Linked DNA regions of Mus musculus: all the other regions are linked to region 3. The links are chromatin contacts, called in public HiChIP or PLAC-seq and capture Hi-C maps. All regions are on one chromosome and are shown on one strand. The core of a region is the stretch at or near the end of the contact, and the rest is flanking DNA. Distances in the headings are between cores, read along the strand shown. Region 1 overlaps Cacng2 (calcium channel, voltage-dependent, gamma subunit 2). Region 2 holds the start of Kctd17 (potassium channel tetramerisation domain containing 17). Region 3 holds the start of Pvalb (parvalbumin). Region 4 overlaps Tmprss6 (transmembrane serine protease 6).

Region 1 (4,548 bases), core at 1,147-3,646, 200 kb before region 3:
CAGATGCTGGGCCAGAGGATTACTCTGAAGTCTCAGCACTCTGAGGACAGGGCTGCTTCATTCCCCAGGTCTTAGGAAGATGTGCTCTCTTGTAAGCTATTTCTAAGAAAATGTACTTTGTCCTTAAATGACCCTGGAGACACAGACATGGAGACACAGACACAGACGTGCACACACACACACATACATGCACATACACACAGTTCTTAGCTTCCTCAATTCCCATTGGTTCAAGCACATGAGAACGGTGAGCTCTTATGTACAGCCTGGCCAGGGTCCTGAGTTGGGACCTAACACACAATATTATACCTTTGCTGTGATATAGAGACGAAAAAACTGAGTTCAGAGAGGCGGGGCAACTTGTTTATGGCTTCCCAGCTAGTAAGCAGGGTTTCTAATCCAGAACAGCACCAGGGCTGTTCCAAGGAGCTTAGGAAGGTGCTAGAAGGTGGGCGGGACTGAACTCTGGTTTCATCTGTGCTGTAGATTTGCTATGTGAACTGCTCCATGGATGATTTTGTTCCTTCCAAATGGATATAGAGTGATGACTCTGTCCCCTTTCTTCAAGGAAATGGCTCTTCCTGCCCACAGCATGCCTGTATTCATCAAAGAAGACTGGCCTGATGCAAAGGGGCTCAAGACAGCCCGGGCTACATACCCAGCTCTGCTGCTTCTGCTGTGAGAATTCTCCCTGTGTGACTTTCAGGGCCAGCCTCTTAAAAGCTCATGCAGCCCCTGGGAGCCTTGGCGGGTGGATTCTGCTTGCTGGTTGTAGCTGAGCCCTTCCGGTAGCCAGTACATATTGCACTGAGACAGGGATGTTTATCTGAGACAGAGGGATCTTTGTTGGAGTGACACCCCCTGTACCAGTTCTGGGGTGTATGAAAACAAGTTTTGCCCCATCTTTACCAAACTGTGTTCTGATGAAAGAGATATATATCATCAAACGGTAACAGAGTCCCTGTCTAAAAGAACTGCAGGGACAAAAATGCAGAAGAGACTGAGGGGAAGGAGGTCCAGTGACAGGCCCAAATTGGGATCCAGCTCAAGGGGAGGCTCCAAGGCCTGACACTATTACTGATGCCATGGTGTGCTTACAGACAAGAGCCTAGCATGGCTGTCTTCTGAGAGGCCCAACAAGCAGACGACTGAGACAGACACAGATATTTACATTCAACCATTGGTCTGAGAGGCCCAACAAGCAGCCAAAAGAGCCAGATGCATATACTTACACTCAACCAATGGACAGAAGCCAAGGACCCCTGTGGTTGAATCAGGGAAAGGTTGGAAGAAGCTGAGGAGGAGGGCGACCCCACAGGGAGGCCAGTAGTCTCAACTAACCTGGACCCCCAGATCTCTCAGATACCGAGCCACCAACCAGGCAGCATACACTAGCTGATCTGAGGCACCCAACACATATACAGCAGAGGACTGCCTGGCCTGGCCTCGGTGAGAGCAGAAGCACCTAACCCTCTAGAGACTTAAGGCCCCAGGGAGGGGGGAAGTTCTGGTGGTGTGGGGGCGGGGATGAGGACATCTTCTTGGAGACAGGAGAGGAGGAATGGGATGAAGAACTGTCAGAGGGTGGACCGGGAGGGGAATAGCGACTGGACTGTAAAAAAGATTAGAGAATAATAATAATAGTAATAGTAACAGAGCCAGGATTATATATTCCAACAGAAAGATACCAATGAGGCACCATGGTGTGTGTGTGTGTGTGTGTGTGTGTATGTGTGTGTGGTGTGTGTGTGTGTGTGTGTGTATATGTGTGTGTGTGGTGTGTGTGTGTGTATATATGTGTGTGTGGTGTGTGTGTGTGTGTGTGTGTGTGAGATGTCCTGAGGATTGAGTGTGTGACAGACACAGTTTTAGGCCTTCTCTGTCTCCTCAGCCAATGAAGAACACTTTACTTCTATTGTCCAGAGGCTGAAACTGAGGCCTAGAAAAGTTTGGCTGTCTGTCCAAGTGTTGTGATCTCAGGCCTGTCCGTCTAACACATGGCATTCCCCTGCCTGGGCTTCGTACATTCTCTGAGCTGGATCAGGGTGAGCTTCCCTGAGAGAGCGATATGGATTAGTGGGGAGCAGCTCTCAAGAGAGCGGAGGCAGCTGCTAGGAGTGTCTGTGGGACAGAGACAGCACCAAGTGGTGTGTAGGACAAGTGGCTTGTTTAGTGACGGACAGGGCCAGGCTCACAGGCACTCGTGGAGGGACTTGAGGACCCATGAGAGAGGAAGCTGAGAAGGTTCAGGCCTGGTCCAGAGCCAGGTGGAGCCTCCTGGGTCACGAGGGGACTTGTGGGTCAAGGTAAAAGAGTGTGCCTCTGTCTTCAGAGCAAAGGAATTCACGGGCATTTAGATCTGGGAGGGCTGTAGAGGATCTGATTTGCATCACAAGAAACAAAGTCAAGCAAGATTGCAGGCCTGAGGGGAAAGCTGCTGCCCACAGCAATGGGGCTGCTCCAGTGTGGGCGAGCTCCAGGTTACCAGCAGAGGGGAGTTAGTCTAACAGACTCTTGGGTGTCTCAAGCGGCTAAGTGGGAGAGAGAAGGTAACTTTTTTTCCCCTTGTGGTTTTAGACTTACAGGCTGGCTGGAAAAACTATATGAAGACAAGGAGAGAATAAACTTTGGAGTGTGAAGCCAGGCCAGAAGGGTGAGAAGAGGAGAGGAGAAAGAAGGAAGGAGGGGAGGAGGAGGAAGGAGGGAGGAAGGAGGAGGGAAAGGAGAATCTCCACATTTAGCCATCCCTAGTTTGAAGTCTTCCTGGGCTACATCCATGGATTGTAGAGCAGACAGCTGGGGCTCAGAAAAGCCATGTGTGTTAGGCCGTTTATGTGGATTTTATAGACACAGAGGAGGAATTCCTGTCCTTAGCCCTAATACCTGAGGCTTGGGGATCCCCAGTGTGTAGCCACTGTCCAGAGAAGATGTAAATCCCAATGGATTCTCTCACAAGCCGCAGCAACCAGGAGACTCGAGGGTGCTTTTGTAAGCTAAGTGTTTGAGCCTTCTGGCCCTTTATGGCTCTCTTTCTTTACCTCTTTCCTTCCCCCTTTGACAGGGTCTTTGTAGCGCAGACTGGCTAGTTGTGTAGCCCAGGCTGGCCTCAAACTCTGATCCACCTGCCTCAGCCTTCTGGGTGCTGGGATTTACAGGCATACCAAAGTTAACTTCGTGTTTTCTGTGTTGGTGGCAGAAGTGACTAATGTCCTGACCGATGGGGAAGGGCCATGCTTCGGAAGTGGCCTCTTGTCTCAGTGGGACAGAGGTGAGTTGGGGTACGTGGATGAATAAGGATTAGGTAATTCGAGCCAACATTTCTCTTGTTAGTCTGCTTTGCCTGCTCCTCTTGGCAAATCATGGTTATGATCTTGGGCCTCAGGGAGCCAGCTCTTAGGGCCATCACACTGAAAAGTTGCTCTTGGGGGTGGGCACAGCCGGTGGGTAGCGGCACTCAGAGGCCATGCTGTTCTTTTTCTCCATCTGGCAGAGTGGGTGGGTGACACTCAGGAAACAGGGGTATAGGAAATCCGGCCTGCTGCTGGCCCTTCTGTTTCTCTTTCTCTTCTCTGGCCTCAGGTCTGTACTCTGCTGGCACTGTACTAGGGGATACCTGTGGACCCCAACTTTGTGATCACCCTGTATCCCTAGGATCCTTCCTCCAGGTCAGAGCACCGTCTTCTCTTGGCTTGTACACCAATAGTCACAGTGGTTAGCACACTGAGGGTAACTCCTCAGTTTCTGCACAGTGTTGAAATCTATGAGTGTTAACCCACTGGGACTTGATCCCTTTTAATGGGTTCATGTGTCAGACATGCTAGGTTGGGAGGAATTTTCTAGTCTCTTGTACCCTGCCTTTACCCCCTTCTTGTTCCAGTTGGTTAGTGTGGCCAATCACCATAAAAGTGGATGGGTAATGGAAGTTGTGTGTGTATGTGAGTGTTTATGTGTGTGTGTGTGTGTCTGTGTGTCTGTGTGTGTGAGTGTGTGCTGGAAAGCGAAAGATGTAGAGAGACTGGCAGAGAGAGAAAGGAGAGAGAGAGAGAGAGAGAGAGAGAGAGAGAGCGAGCAAGAGCAGGCCGCTTCACTGCCTATGTGTTTTGTGCCTGGCTTTCCCATCTGTGTGACAGGGAAATAGCCATACTGGCCTCAGGGTGACTGTGAAGGTGAGTCAGGCTGCTCTCAGGTTGGGGATATAGTCAAGCACCCATTTGTTCTCTGTAATGCCTTATGGGAGATTTGTTGGGGACACAGGGGGCTACTTGGGGAGCACTGACTGTGTTGGGGAGCACTCTGCCAGGCACTCCTCCATATTCTGTTGTGTGTGGAGGCAGAGACCATCACTCAGGTTCAGAAGACAGCTGTCTGAGCATCTCTGCTCACCATGCTGCCTGGGCCGCGCTGCCTCAGTTTCCCCAGTTCTATATGTAGAGATCAGGAAGGATCAGCTTCCCAACTGCTGCGGGGAGGAGCCTGGGCAACAAGTGCAGCATATGATCTCAAGGGGGTCAGGAGAAGCTGCTGGTATCACACCCCCCACCCCACCTA
Region 2 (4,696 bases), core at 2,126-4,625, 220 kb after region 3:
TGCTTCCTCCCAGACACTGTTGGTCTCATCTTATAGGTGCAGGAATAAGGTTCAGAGGGTATAAGACCTTTCCAAGATCACCCCATGGAAAAGCCACAACACTGGGCTGCTGGTTGGCTTCCTTGTCTGAGAGACTGCAAGCCTGCACTCCCCAACCCCTCCCACCCCCACCCCCCACCCCGCTTTGACCTCTCACTTTCCAGCTGAATAGTGACCTATGGCAAAGCATGAGCTGGGCCTGCAGGGGGCAGTGGAACCAGCTAGCATTTAAGAGTTGACTCTCTTTAGGCTTAGCCACCATCCTGAAAAATGTTGAAGAATGTTGGGTGTTTCCCAATTATCTTCGGAAAACAACACCAAAAACCCAAGCAAATAAACAAACAACAAAGAAACGCCAATGGGCAATTACGGTTAGGCTGCCTAGATTCTGGGTTTTATCTAACCCTCTCAAACCTACCTTCTGGGAGGCAAGCAAGACCTCCTGGAAGACATGGGCCACCTCTGACATCTTCACCTCCAGGTTTCAGTCTTAGCACATAGTAGGTGAACCCAGTAACACATGAAAGTCATTAGGAGAGGACTAAGGACTTTTCCACAATTGGGTGGGTGAACCTTTTAGTAGGCCTTACTTTCCCACCTAAAAAGGGCCAGACCAAAGCCCAGCCGGACACGGGAAGGAATATGGTGGCAACTGTCGGATGTTTAGGGGATCTTGGATCTTGGTACTGGCTCTGGGGGTGTCACTTCCAATGGGTTGTGGTTTGGATGTGAAGTGTTCTCTACCCAGCTTGTAGGTGGAAACTTGGTCCCTAGCTGGTGGCATTATTGGGGGTGATTAGCACATGGGGCCATTAATTTTATCAATGGATTACATTAGCTCCGTTGGAACTAATGAGTTTCAAGCTGAGTGGGCTACTCAGAGGAAGGGCCTGGATGGAGGAAGTGGTAACTCTGGGATGCACCTCCGAACAGTAGAACTTGTCACTGGTTTCTGTTTCTTTGTTTCTGTCTCTTTCTGTCTCTGTCTCTCTGACTCTGTCTCTGTTTCTCTCTCTCCCTCTCCTCTCCTCTCCTCTCCTCTCCTCTCCTCTCCTCTCCTCTCCTCTCCTCTCCTCTCCTCTCCTCTCTGCTCTCCTTTCTTCCTTTTTTTCTGCCACGAGGCAAGCAGACCCTAGGTTCAGTCCTCAGTACTGCACCCCACCATACCTCTAAAAAGGGAAACTAAAACCAACAGTCGATAAACTATGGAAAGTAAGCAACACGTAATAACTCGTTCTCTTTTCAAGTTATTGCGCTCAGGTTATTTTATCCCAGCAACGGAACAGTGACACAGGGGGAGAACATTAGGTGTCTGTCGGAGGAGCTTGTCTGTCCAGGGTAGGGGTTCTGAAAGAAGGAGAAGAATTTGAGGCAAGCCTTCCTCTTTATTCACCCTCAAGGTACTGGCCCATCTGACACCAAACAGGGACAATGTCCAGATGTGTGCTGGACTCCCACTGGCCTGCTTGGACCGGCTGTGTGGACTGTGGTCTCCTCACCTGTGGTGTTGCCATAGGAAGGAGGGACAGCTTCCGAGTCAGTGAGGCAAGGCTTTGAGGTTGACTCTGCTCTCCATAGCCTCTCCCAGCACTGTCCCACAGTCCCTGAGCCTCCTTTTATCTACTGTAAGAGAGGCATGGAAAAGTAGGATCCATATCTGAGAGTCCCGGAATGAGGACGGCCCATGTGTGGGCACCACTTGAACCAGGAAAGCTCTCAGTGAACAGTACCTGCTGTCCTGGTGGCTGCCGTCATCACCCTGATCGCGATGGCACACCAAGAGTGTGGTCTTGAGAGCACGGTGCTCAATGAACTTATCTCTGATGGATGCTTTTGGTGTCTGTGGCCAGGTACTTATAACAGGGCCCTGCCTGGAGGACATCACAGGTATATGTGCAGCCCGAAGGAGGAAGATCTGACCTCCATCCTTTGCAAGGGGTTTGCCCCTCTCACCTCCCCAGTGATGGGTCAGCTTGACACAGTTTAGAATCACCTGTGAAGAGAGCTAGTGATGAATTGTCTGAATCAGGTGGGCATGACTGTAGGAGATTGTCTTGATTACATTAATTGATGTGGGAAGACACAGCCCACTGTGGGAGACACCATTCCCTAGGCTTCAGCCCAGGACGGTGTAAGAGTGGAGACAGTGAGCTGAGTACAAGCATACATTTGTTCTCTCTCTGCTCTTGATTGTGGATGTGGCTAGCTGCCTCGAGGTCCTGGAACCTAGACTTCCCTATAGCAAAGAGCTCATATGGAATTATGAGCCAAATAAACCATTTTCTTCCTACGTTAGCTTTTGGCAGGATGTTAATATTACATCAACAGAAAGTGAAACTAGGCCATCCCTAAGTCAGGTCTTTTTGTACCTGCTGTGTTGTCCTAAAAGGAACAACTGTCCTCAGGAACTCACTGAACAGTGGGGTGAGAACAGCAGTGACCATGTCCCCCAAACAGGATCCTCCCCCTCCCCTGTTTCCTCTCCATTCTGCTAGCCCAGCAATCACCTTGAATGCCAATGCTAGAGTGACCATTTCCAAACCCTAAGCCCATTCCTCCTTTGCTGAGAGCTTTGGAGCCTCCCCAGTCCTGCTGCACACCCCACACTCCCATCAAGGAAAGGCATCTGGGGGGCCTGGGCATCTCAGCATCATGGGGGAGGGGGCTATTCTAAAACTCCCCTTCCCCACTTTGTAGAGCCGATCCATGCCTCATCTCCAAGCTTCAGGTCAAGCACATATGGAAGCCAAGTGGCACCAGAGAAGCCAGTACCTGAACTTCATCTTCTGAACGTTCACTCTTTAAGCAGACTCCGTAGCATTCAGACTAGACCAAGACTGGCATCCAGAGCAACCCGGCAGGGATGCAGGAAGCTTAAAGGAGTCATATGTATGCTCACACAGCTTCTGGCACACAGAAACGTTCAGCCAGCCCTAAGCCCAACTACATATCCTCAAAGAATTTAGGAAGAGGTGGTGACTATACCTCATCCCCGTGGTCTTTGCCACACACGGGACAAAAAAGAAACACTGCTGATGTGGCTCATGCACGCATATGCACACACGCACATGCTCACACACAGGCGCGTGCGCCTATTTTTAAAAGTAGGTTCAGGTAAATATAGGAATTTCTGGAGGAAGAAAGTTCTTCTCAGGTCAGGTATTCCTCAGCTGGGGCCCCCGTACAAAGCAGAACAAATGGGGGGGGATAGCCAATGAGGAAATCACTGTTTTCGCAGGGCCTTCTGCAAACCAAGCAGTCTGGCCACACGGAGAGACCAGATGATAGATCACCAAGAAAGGCAATGTGGGGCGGGACGTGCTGTCCGAGCAACACCAGGACAAGCGCAGAGCATCCCAGCCCTGGCTCCAGACTACAGCTCCCGGCATGCCCTGCACCTGGTACTCGCCCGCGGCGTGCGGAGGGAAGGATGCAGACAACGCGGCCGGCGATGAGGATGGAGGCCGGGGAGGCAGCGCCACCGGTGGGGGCGGGCGGCCGCCCCGGGGGCGGCTGGGGCAAGTGGGTGCGGCTGAACGTGGGGGGCACGGTGTTCCTGACCACCCGCCAGACGCTGTGTCGGGAGCAGAAGTCCTTCCTCAGCCGCCTGTGTCAGGGCGAAGAGCTTCAATCGGACAGGGTGAGCCCTGAGCCCGCTGACAGGGGGGTCCTGGCCCCGCGCTCCCGGGCTGTCCCGCCTGCGCGTCCCTCGGCCTCTGGCTTTCCTAGGATTCTGAGGCGGGGAGCCGAGGCAGGAGGAGGGGGAGGAAGAGGAGCCGAGAGGAATAGCTATACCCATTGCCGTGGCAACGGGACAGCACAGGCCGCAGCCATTTAGAGCTTTGGAGAGCTGCCCCAGATCCGGGACGCTTCCTTACTGTGGAGCGCTGGGGAGGGACCAACAAACCGGGCCTGCCTTACTGCCCTGGCTGACTCTTAAAGGAGTTGATGCGGCTGCTTCTCCCCGCCCTTAGGGTGTGGGCAGCTGAAGGGTACAAGGAACTAGATGGAGGAGGCCTGGGTGTCTTGGAGCTGGGCTTAATGTAGGGAAGAGCACTGGCTTTGGAGCTATCACTTGTGGGCTCACCCTGCTCTCCTGCCAAATTCCCAAATGACCAGGGAGGAATCGGGAGGAGAGGGGAACTTCCCTGCTCTCTGACTTTGGCCTCCTAGTGTGCAAGGCCTCTGGAGTTGGCTTGTCAAAGTCCCCTGTCCCCCATTCTGTGGCCCTCTTACACTGTGCCCTTGGGTGAGTCCCCTGTCCCTTGATGTCTCCGTCTTCTGTGCTGGGTTGTCCAGATCCCAGTCCTCCCTGCAGGCTGCACTTGTCCAATCAGAGTGCAGCTTCTTTGGAAACTTGCAAACATCTAGTGAATAGTGGGGTTGGCTGGGGGTGGGGGTGGGCGCGGTACACAGCCTCCAAGAGGGAAACTTTCCTAAGAGGGAAATTCACTGGGTCCTGTGCTGAGAGAGAGGTAAGGGGCCACTCAGGAATCCGGTCACCCTCTATACTCACATCTAATCCTCTGACTATGGGAGAAAGAAGCAACGCTCCAGAGGCCAGATGATTGGCTCAAGGTCACACAGCCTGGAAAAGGCAGAGGCAGGGTTCGAACCCAGATCCTTACTGCTTTCTTCCTGCTTCCTCTCTCCCTGT
Region 3 (4,516 bases), core at 1,808-4,307:
ACCCCAGAGTCCCAGCCTTCCCAGAGTTAGAGTCACGGCTACTCACCTTCAACCCCAATCTTGCCGTCCCCATCCTTGTCTCCAGCGGCCAGAAGCGTCTTTGTTTCTTTAGCAGACAAGTCTCTGGCATCTGAGGAGAAGCCCTTCAGAATGGACCTGGGGGAGAAAAGTAGTCAGGTCAAGGTCACAGGCAGAACCTTGCTGGACAGTGGGCTGGCATCCTCAGAGGGCCAGGGAAGTAGGGACAGGCGGCAGGTGGTGGGAGACCTGTGTGCAGCTGGGTTGGCCTGGTGGCCTGTGTGGCTTGCCTTGGTGGGTGTGAGGTGGGGGATGGCCCTCTATGCAGGGTTGACACCAGTTTAGGGCACACTTGCCTTTGCTTACCCAATAACTACATAAAAATACTGGGGCCACTGTAGTGATTGTAATGAGCTTTCTGGGTAAAGGAGGAAGAGGGCAAGTTCTCAGAGACAGACCTCATGCTCATGTATGATGGAATGATGGACACCCAGACGGAGGAGGCAGAGGGGAGCATGGTGAAGGAGGAGTTAGGAGGCCCTCTAGAGATGGTGATACATGGAGGATGGGGAGCACTTAGCATGCATGTGTACACGCCTGTGCCTGTACTTGTCGGGCATACATAAGTAGGTGGAAGAAGGTTCTAGAAGAAGGTGTCCTTGGGGTAGAGTTTGGAAGAGAGACAGGATAGGTTGAGGGAAGTTCCTACTTAAAATGCATCTCGGAACACCTTCTGCCTTCTGTTTCTAACAAAATTCAAAGCCGTTTTGGCTAGAAAGTAACAGAAGGCACAGCTGGGTCATCAGATACAGGCCAGGTGGCTGAGGCGGGCTAGGGCAGAGGGCTCTCTGCTGATGCAGGTTTCCAGTCTCCTCTGAGCTTTGCTCCAAGGACCCTAAAGATCCAGAGCCGCCTCTGCCTCCCTGGCTTGCCCAGAAGTTGCTTGGCTGCAGTTCTGGTCCAGAGGCGAGGGGGGTCTGCAGACCAGACCAGTGAAGGTGCCTTTCAGCCCCACAGAAATCAATGACACTCTGAGGAGAATACCTCCTGCCTTGCTTGCGGTGGGAAGCAGTCAGAATAAGTGCTCCTTCACTGGTATTAAATTATTAAGTAACTCCATTCCATTAGCGATATTAAGTGGCTATAATTTAACCTAGTTAGCTGCACTCCAGGCTGAGGGATTGACCCTCCCGGAAGCAGGAAGTATCTTTCCCTGGTGCCCGGGACAAAGCAAAGCCCGCTTGCTAGGAGGGGTGGCTGGGAACTTTGGGTGCTATCACCAGGTTCATCCCCGCCCTGCTCCCCGCCCCATCCTCAATTTACCCCAGCTCATCCTCCTCAATGAAGCCACTTTTGTCTTTGTCCAGAATATGGAACACCTTCTTCACCTCATCCGGGTTCTTTTTCTTCAGGCCCACCATCTGGAAGAACTTTTTGTGGTCGAAGGAGTCTGCAGCTGTTGGGGGTTGAGGGGGAAGAGGAGGTTAAAGAAGGACAGGGGAGAGGCACCGGGAAAGTCAGGGAAAGAGATGTTGTACCATTTATTAAAGGGTACCTGCATGGTTGTGGGGAACAGGAGGACAGAGGGAGCCCAGCTAGGAAAGGATGCTTTGCCCAAGGTCGACCCTTCTTGGTTCCCCCATACACACACTGATGAGCCACAGGGAGACTGTCAGCCTCCTGAGAACTGTATTTCTATGAAGCCTTTTGGGTGAGGGCTGGGTGGGCTGTGCACAGGCATGCGATGGATGCTAGCTAGGATGGATGGAAAGGCGGCTTTCTCTCATTGGCTACATACTGTGATCAGAAAGATCAACTCTGTGAGGACATAGTTCTGTCAAGGTCACATCATGGGAGGGGGAGGGGAGGACCCAGAAGTCCTGCACAGATTCTGAGACCCATCCCAGTGGTTGGGGGTGGGATGAAGGACTTCTAAGAACTCAGCTGAGTTTCATACTCAGGGTGACAAGGTGGCTCAAGGCACTGTGAATGGGTTATCATAGTGCTCCAGGGGGAGGTGGGGGGCTTCTTGGAGCTTCCTGTATGTGTCTGGAGGAGAAGGAAGCTATATAAAAAGCAGATAGATGTCCCTCTCTGTCCAGAAACTCTTAAGAACTATGGTCTCCCCTCAGCCCAGAGTTGGAGGGAAAAAAAGTTGCTTTGTCTTTTTACACACCAAGGTGGGGCACTGAGACCTGAGGCCACCTCAGATCTCATTCTTCCTGTGCTGGACTGGGTGACCTTGTACAGCTTGAATCTTATCCCAGCCTCAGTTTCCCTCCCTGGGTGACAGAGGAAGAACATCTAAGCTAGAGGAAAGAGATCACACAGCCGAGTGGGTACCCCTCTCTTGGACTACCTAAAAGGATTAGATGCTGGGGGTACAGATGGGGAGCTGCAGCGGGCTGGGCAGGGCTGGGTGCCTGATGCAGAAAGGTCACTGTGCCCTTATGTCTGTCCTGGGAGGGGATCTCCACTAATGGGCTACCTTCCAGGAAAAGTCTTGTTGGGAATGGGGGCCAAGGAAAGGGGTCTCTTGAAGAGAAAGCCCAGGCTTGCAGACCCTTCTACACTTCTCAGAGGAGGATGTCTGGGTCCTTGCTTCTTCCTCCCTGGTCTTCGCACTTGGTCCTGGACCCCCCCACAAGTTCTCCCGGAGAGGCCACTCTTCTGAGCCCTCAACTTTGTGAGACTCAGTCAGGGAGCACAGTCCGTGCAGCTCTTGGAAAGCATAGGACCAAGGAGCTAACCCCCTAGGATGGAGACCCGATGCGTGAGGGAAGAAACTGGGGAGGCTTCGCAGAGGGATGAGGGGTGCCCCAGAAGCGGGAAGAGGGCAAGGGGACAGGGCCAGGCGCGGGGAGTGGGGTGGGGGTGCATTGCTCACCAGCAAAGGCTCCTATCGCCTTCTTGATGTCCTCAGCGCTGAGCACGTCTGTCATCGACATCCTGCAACTGTTTGAGCGGGCAGAGCAAGTGCGAAAAGATTAAAAAGTGTTCTCCTCATCCTTTCTGCTCATATGACCAGCGCTGCAGTGTCGCGCGCCAGGCGCACGCCCGCTCGGCCTGGCTCCGCGCCAGGGGGCGCCCGGCTCAGCGCACAGCTCAGCAGCTCAGTCCCGCCGCACCGCCAAGCTGAGCGGGCCACATGCCCATGGGGTCCGGGCATTCAGGAGGCTCGCCCAGGACCCCGCCGCCAGGGGCCATCTCCTGATCTAAAGGGCCACCAGCAGAGACTGGAGCGTTCTGCCGCTGTCAAGGGCATACGGGAGGCAGAGAGGCTCCGATCTGGGCATCTCGGACAATGTCCTCTCGCGTGGGGAAAAAATGATGCTGACCAGCCTCCACCCCGATGTGGCCCCTGGGCTATGCACTCTGTCTCTCCACGCCTCCAGTACCCTCTTGTCTTCTGTCCTGGATGCAAATTTATGCCGCGAAAAATCTGAATGTTAAGAACTTGAAACCTGAGCCACAGGACCCAGGGAGGAGGTTGTTGGACTATCAGAGCTCCTCTGTGCAGAGGCTCTCTGTCTGGGCTCCATCCCTCCCTCACCTGACCACATTCTGAAACTTGATTTGGTTTCTGCGAGGAAGAAGGCACCAGTTTATCTGTCAGAAGACCCTTTTGGGCACCAGTTTATCTGCCAGAAGACTCTTTTTCTCACACTTTCTAGTCTCCAGGGCCAGACACAGCTGAGTTGTGTTTCATCTAATTCCCATTAGGGAGGCTAAGGTGAGAGAGGCCCCACAGCATAGCTATCTACCTTTCAAGTTGGTCATATTTGGGGGATAAGGGATAGTACCATCAGACCATACTTTTTGATTACCATGTTTTGTGATCAGAGTATCACCTCTGGGAAACAGGACATTTTTCATCTCACGGGACCAGAGTACAAGGCTGCCATCTTCCCTCAGGTCTCCCAAAGTTTCAGACTGTGGCTAGCAGCCTTCGAAGTGTATATGAGCACTAGACATACACATAGAGTTCTGAATGTGAGTCACGCTGAATCCCCCCATGACCTTGAGCTATAACCTTTCTCTCTGGTCATGTGTTGTGTTAAAGATGGGAGGATCACTGTGTGGGACCTGAGGCAGGTGGGCAGCGTCTGGGGTGATGATGATACTGGGGACCAAGGGACAGCTTCCCAGCTGCCCAGTAGCTCAAGTTGCCTGACAACTTGCTGTCAACACTGTCTCCCCTAGCTGAGCCCTGGAAGGCTGCCCTTCCTGGAAACCTTAGGAGTGCCTGGCTCCAGCTGCCCCCTCCTGGTGAGTCAGCGTCTTTGGGCCACAGCTTGCCAGCTGGCTTCCAAGGCTCCTAGGCTACAGCCCCTGACTTCATAGCTCTGGGCATGAGGCCCACTTCAGACCCCCCAGCTGTCCTGCACCCTTCAGCTGCTTTAGCTCCTATGTCTCCTGCCTCAGTTGACTTAGTGGCCTCAGCCTCTACCCCTTGTTCCCAGCTGGACTGCCAGTTCCAGTGTGCCAGGCTTCTGTG
Region 4 (4,495 bases), core at 1,929-4,428, 250 kb after region 3:
TTCTTGCCCCAGTCACCCATAGGCTCTGAGAATCTGGCTAGTCAAGGGCCTCCTCTGAGGAGTCTCACTCTTCCTCTTTGTTCCACAAGGAAAACAATCATTTCTGCCAGCCTTCCATCTACAAAAAGGTTCCGTGTGTCTGCAGAGGCAGAGGACCTCAGCTGGCCAACTGTCTGTAGACTCACCCCACACAAAACACAGTTGGCCCGCTGAGCAACCTGGCAGGCTCACTCAGCCCGTGGACAGAGATGATTGAGAAACTGCAAAGTGGAGCAAGAATCCTGCCCGCTTCAGTTCAGGGCAGGAGAAGCTCTGGAAACGTAGTTTCCCAAGCCCCTGACCCTCACCTTCACGTTCCTGGCTAGGCTCTGGCATCTGTAATCTACTTGCATGAGTAGCTCTCAAAGTGCAGTCCAGAGACTAAAAGTCGCCTCTGTAGTGACCCTCTAATCCTGTTTGACCCTCCTTCCCTCCTTCTAACAACACAACAGAATTTCCAAGATAGGTGACTGGAACCCTGTAACTGAGGGCAGATGAGTGTGTGAGGGTGCCAGCCCTGCTCTATTAAGCCAGTTATTAAAGAATCTGCAAATAATTTGAAGGGTCGATATTTGTGTTACTAGATGTTGGCGTGCCCCATATTTTCAAGGCAAATTAAGAGGTCCTGAAAAGGAATTGTTTTTCAAGCACCCAGAGTTCCAACAGCCCAGCTGCTCGTCAAAGAAAAGATCGCCACCAGGGGGCGCGCGGGGCAAGCCTGGGTCTTGTCGTCACCCTTTCCCCGCCTCCCGCCCTTTTTCAAGCCAAGGAAATGTGGGTTCCTGGTGGATAAAAAAGATGGATTCCTGGATTGTTATCCTCAGAGGACAGGCCCAGAAAGTGGGCAGGGCATCTGGAAAATGTGATTTAAAAAAAAAAGAAGAAGTTATTTACTTTAAAGAATGCATTTTAAAGAAATCGCAGTACTTTCCCTTTATGCATGGGAGGCATTCCTAGACTCCCGTGGACACCAGAAATCCCACGCAGTGGCGAACACTACCTGTGCTATGCTCTGCCTGTACACATCTCTCTTTGTAAATCGGGCTCTAAAGAGAGCGGTAGCTAATGAAACAGATTCACTTCTGGAATTTTCCACTTAAGTATTTTCCGATCACAGATTACCGTGAGAAACTGAGAGGGAACTGATGAAATATACATTTCTGAACTAATCAGATTTAACTCCTGACACAGGCACTTAACCCGCAAGAGCAAGGGTTAGTCTGACAAGGAAAGTTAAAAGCCCGGAGACGGGAGGGAGAGCCAGAGCCTAGCCGCCCTTGACAAATGAGATCACCACTAGGGGGAGCCCTGGAGCAAGCCAGTCCCTTTCAAGCTAAGAGGAACCCGATTGTTCCTTGAGGACGTTGTTATAAATATATAAATTTGTGTTATGGTTATGATAATCTTATACCTATCATGCATTGCTATCCCAGGGAAGGGTCCCAAGAAGCAGGCAGGGAAGCTGGGAGCATCCCAGAACAAATGTAAGATTCAGGCATTCGGAGCCCTGTTCCCAGGTGCGGCCCTCTGAGTTTCTGGCCCCTCTGGTCCTCCCGTCCACCTAGCCCTCTCACCTCAGCAGCTAAGTGCTGGAGTCAGAAGGAACCGGGGCACCATATGGATTGCCTTGCTACCCCACCCCACCCCACCCTGTGAGTTTAGCAGGGGGATCTTTCTCCTAGGCCTGTCAATCCGGCATATCAGCATCTTCCCACAGAGGAGCTGGAGAGATGCTGGGTGGATAGGCAGAAGCATGGATAAGAGAAAGGAGTGGGAGGGGTCAGGCCTCACTGTGAACATGGCTCTTTCTATGGACAAGCTGAAGGACAGAGGGCAGAAAGACAGCACTGAGGGAGGGACAGTGGCCTGCTCTGTGGTGGACAGGACATTTTGCAGAGCCGGGCTCCATATAACTTTGCCACCAGACGAGTTAGTTCTGTGACCTCGGCAAACTTCAGGCCTCCGTAAGTGTGGTGGCCGAACTATAGTCAGGAGAAAGCCATCCCCTGACCCCACCTCCTTGCAGATATTTCAGAGAACCTGGAAGAATGGTTTGGGGGACCTGATACAGAGTGGCTGCAAGTGGCACTAGTCACAGGGCCTTGGGGAAGCAGAAAGACCACTTAGAGTCAGGCTTACAGGGGCCTCTGGAGCCTGTCGTTCTGCCTTATCTCATGGCTGGAAGTTAGCAGAAAGGGTCAGGCAGGTCACAGGAGAGTGACATCACATGAGAGGAAATGAGGGCAGGTTCCTGGAAGGGGGGAAGCCAGTGCTGCGGTATCGCCCAGTGAGGAGGTTCTGTGAAACCCAGCATCCAGCAGCTAGATCTTACAAGGACAAGACCCGCGTCCCCACCCCCACCACCTGCAGGCCACTGAAGGGCAAGCGGACCCTGTGGGGACAGCAGAACAACAGAACAGCAGGATGGCAGGCAGAACCAGGAGAAAACAAAATGGACAGACAAGATAGGGACCAAGGGTGCCCAGCTAGTAGAAGAGTCCCTTGTCTCTAGACTGGCACTGGGGACAGGGGTTCAGCCATCTTTTCCCTGTACTCCTCAATTGCTGGACCAAAGGACCTGGTCTCCCTCTCCCTTCCTCCATCTCTCAGGCCCCTGCTACCCACACAGCAGATTTTCCAGGACACATTCTTCAGAGAATTTCCCAGCAATGACGTTATCTTTATCAGCCCACAATAACCAGAGACCAGGCCCCAGGCCTCTGTTGTATATTTCCCATCATGCCTTGCCCTCCCCAGGGCATTCACTGTATGGAGCAAGGAGTTAACTCTCCACTGGGGACCCTGTATCCCAGGGGAAGGGCTGAGATGAGGTGCAACTTTCCCAGCTGCTTTCAGAGGAACTGGTGAGAGCCACAGAGATGCCCTGATCTCCCATCGGCTGGGAATGGCTCTACTGAGAGATGAGAGCCTTCCTGAGGAGACACCATACAATTAAGTGTACAACTGAGTGCTCTTTTCCTCTCTCTCTCTCTCTCTCTCTCTCTCTCTCTCTCACACACACACACACACACACACACACACACACACACACACACACACACACACACACACACGGCTGGGCAATCATGCCCTGGGGGCCGGCCAGCTGCCTGAGCTCAGTGATGACGTCACAAGCCACAGGGACTTTTAGCAAATGACTCAGCCTCTGGGCCTCAGGCTTCCCACAAGCTGTGAGGCTCGTTCAACTGTGAGTCCCTGGAATTCATACTTGAAACCAAAATTCACACTTGGATTCTCCAATGTCTTAGGCTAGTGGCGTTTGGAGGAAGGGCATTCAGGGAAGTGATTGGGTCAGGAAGGGGCTGTACCTGGTGAATGCATTCATCTAGCAGATAAAGGAAGCACTGGTGGGTGGCCTCAAGCCCCCACCCCTACCCTGCACCATCAGGCAAGCCCCTTCGGCCCTGCCTCATCTCCTGACACCCTCTGTCCCACTATGACTCAGCAGAAAGCCAGAGTCTTATGCTGCTTTCTTAGACTTCCAGCCTTCGCCACCAGGAGCTGCACAAACCTCTATTCTTTATAAACTTCCCTGCCTTGGCAATTTTGTTACAGCCGCAGAAAGCAGGTTAAGGACAGGATCTGAGTCCGCCTCCCTTGCTCGACTGTGGGGAGCACATAATCGCTTTCCACACCTGTGTGGCACCGAGTAAGAGCCATTTAGCGATTGTGGTTGGTACCGTCTCCACCCACCATCTTATTTAGTCTCCAGTGGAAGGCGTCTCGTTCCAGGCCCTTTGCTTTGTTTGTTTCTGTGTAATAGAACACACTCTTGTTTGGGACAGCAGGTCTGTGGAGGGGAAGCAATGACTTCTGGGAGTCAGTCCCCTCCTTCCACCATGTTGGTTCCAGGGACTGAACTCAGGTCCTCAAACTTGCCGGCAAGCCTCTTAACCCACTCAGCCATCTTGCATGTCCATGGCTTCCTTCCTTTCTTTCTTTCTTTCTTTCTTTCTTTCTTTCTTTCTTTCTTTCTTTCTTTCTTTCTTTCTTTCTTTCTTTCTTATTGGGGGCTACCAGGTGGAGCCCAGAAATCATGCTATGTTAGGTGAGCACTTCGTCCTCAGAGTCCATCCCAGTCTCAGCACACTCAGATAAGTTCCAGAGGCTGGGAGAGGTAAGTCTTGCCCAAGAAGGAACCAGGGGAGCCAGGCTTTGAGCCCCAGTCTAACTGCCTGTGACTGACAACCACTGGGAGGAGCCTTACTGTGACCCATCTGAGTTACCCCGGTGAAGCTAGTGTTTCTGTTGTGCAGAAACTGAGCTCTGGGGCCCCACAACACTTGGCACAGGATCAACCTAGACTAATGGGCCTTAGGCACAGGCTGCAAGAGAGTGCTAGGCCCAAGGCTATTCCCTCTCCCTCTGGCCTCTCAGAGATAGTGACAACACTCAGGGAGGGGTCATGGCTGAAAACACAGCACCTTCATTCAGA

What was found. HiChIP or PLAC-seq counts read pairs in DNA pulled down with a chosen protein or histone mark. Capture Hi-C pulls out chosen DNA fragments and counts their contacts.
Region 1: a contact with region 3 is called in an H3K27ac HiChIP or PLAC-seq map of embryonic stem cells, with 3 times the contacts expected there. The contact joins the enhancer-like site here to the promoter of Pvalb in region 3. A contact is called at or near these places in 5 of 39 promoter capture datasets (the C10 cell line, HPC-7-derived erythroid cells, pre-B cells and 2 more), 1 of 15 datasets of contacts at CTCF or cohesin (the NIH/3T3 cell line), 4 of 484 Hi-C or Micro-C datasets (CD4 T cells, nephron progenitors and regulatory T cells), 3 of 115 datasets of contacts at active chromatin or transcription factors (embryonic midbrain and embryonic stem cells) and 2 of 9 other capture datasets (adipose tissue and embryonic stem cells).
Region 2: a contact with region 3 is called in a capture Hi-C map of macrophages, with 6 times the contacts expected there. The contact joins the promoter of Kctd17 here to the promoter of Pvalb in region 3. A contact is called at or near these places in 19 of 39 promoter capture datasets (the 3T3-L1 cell line, 3T3-L1-derived adipocytes, the C10 cell line and 15 more), 4 of 484 Hi-C or Micro-C datasets (the AML12 cell line, bone marrow-derived macrophages, cerebral cortex and 1 more), 5 of 115 datasets of contacts at active chromatin or transcription factors (bone marrow-derived macrophages, embryonic hindbrain, embryonic stem cells and 2 more) and 5 of 9 other capture datasets (adipose tissue, embryonic stem cells, liver and 2 more).
Region 4: an H3K27ac HiChIP or PLAC-seq map of acute myeloid leukemia shows a contact between it and region 3, with 5 times the contacts expected there. The contact joins the enhancer-like site here to the promoter of Pvalb in region 3. A contact is called at or near these places in 1 of 39 promoter capture datasets (the C10 cell line), 3 of 484 Hi-C or Micro-C datasets (the AML12 cell line, bone marrow-derived macrophages and cerebral cortex), 7 of 115 datasets of contacts at active chromatin or transcription factors (acute myeloid leukemia, bone marrow-derived macrophages, embryonic hindbrain and 3 more) and 3 of 9 other capture datasets (adipose tissue, embryonic stem cells and pancreatic islet).

Annotation. Positions count from the first base shown.
Region 1 is chr15:77,999,220-78,003,767 of GRCm38.p6, forward strand. The region is part of intron 2 of Cacng2 (calcium channel, voltage-dependent, gamma subunit 2); the gene reads right to left. Among named protein-coding and RNA genes, the nearest start is that of Gm46520, 11 kb to the right of the region's middle. Within about 2 kb of position 2,397, at least 13 of the 459 cell types and tissues checked have an H3K27ac peak or open chromatin away from gene starts, as enhancers often do. A contact at or near this core is called in embryonic stem cells and stem cell-derived epiblast-like cells, where this site is marked.
Region 2 is chr15:78,425,189-78,429,884 of GRCm38.p6, forward strand. It overlaps Kctd17 (potassium channel tetramerisation domain containing 17), which reads left to right and starts at 3,376. Exons shown (of 8, transcript NM_001289671.1): 1 at 3,376-3,679. The coding sequence starts at 3,470.
Region 3 is chr15:78,201,180-78,205,695 of GRCm38.p6, forward strand. Pvalb (parvalbumin) reads right to left here and starts at 3,058. Exons shown (of 4, transcript NM_001330686.1): 1 at 2,906-3,058; 2 at 1,342-1,474; 3 at 47-156. The coding sequence starts at 2,966.
Region 4 is chr15:78,447,078-78,451,572 of GRCm38.p6, forward strand. The region is part of intron 10 of Tmprss6 (transmembrane serine protease 6); the gene reads right to left. Among named protein-coding and RNA genes, the nearest start is that of Tmprss6, 19 kb to the right of the region's middle. Within about 2 kb of position 3,179, at least 218 of the 459 cell types and tissues checked have an H3K27ac peak or open chromatin away from gene starts, as enhancers often do. A contact at or near this core is called in the AML12 cell line, acute myeloid leukemia, adipose tissue and 4 more, where this site is marked.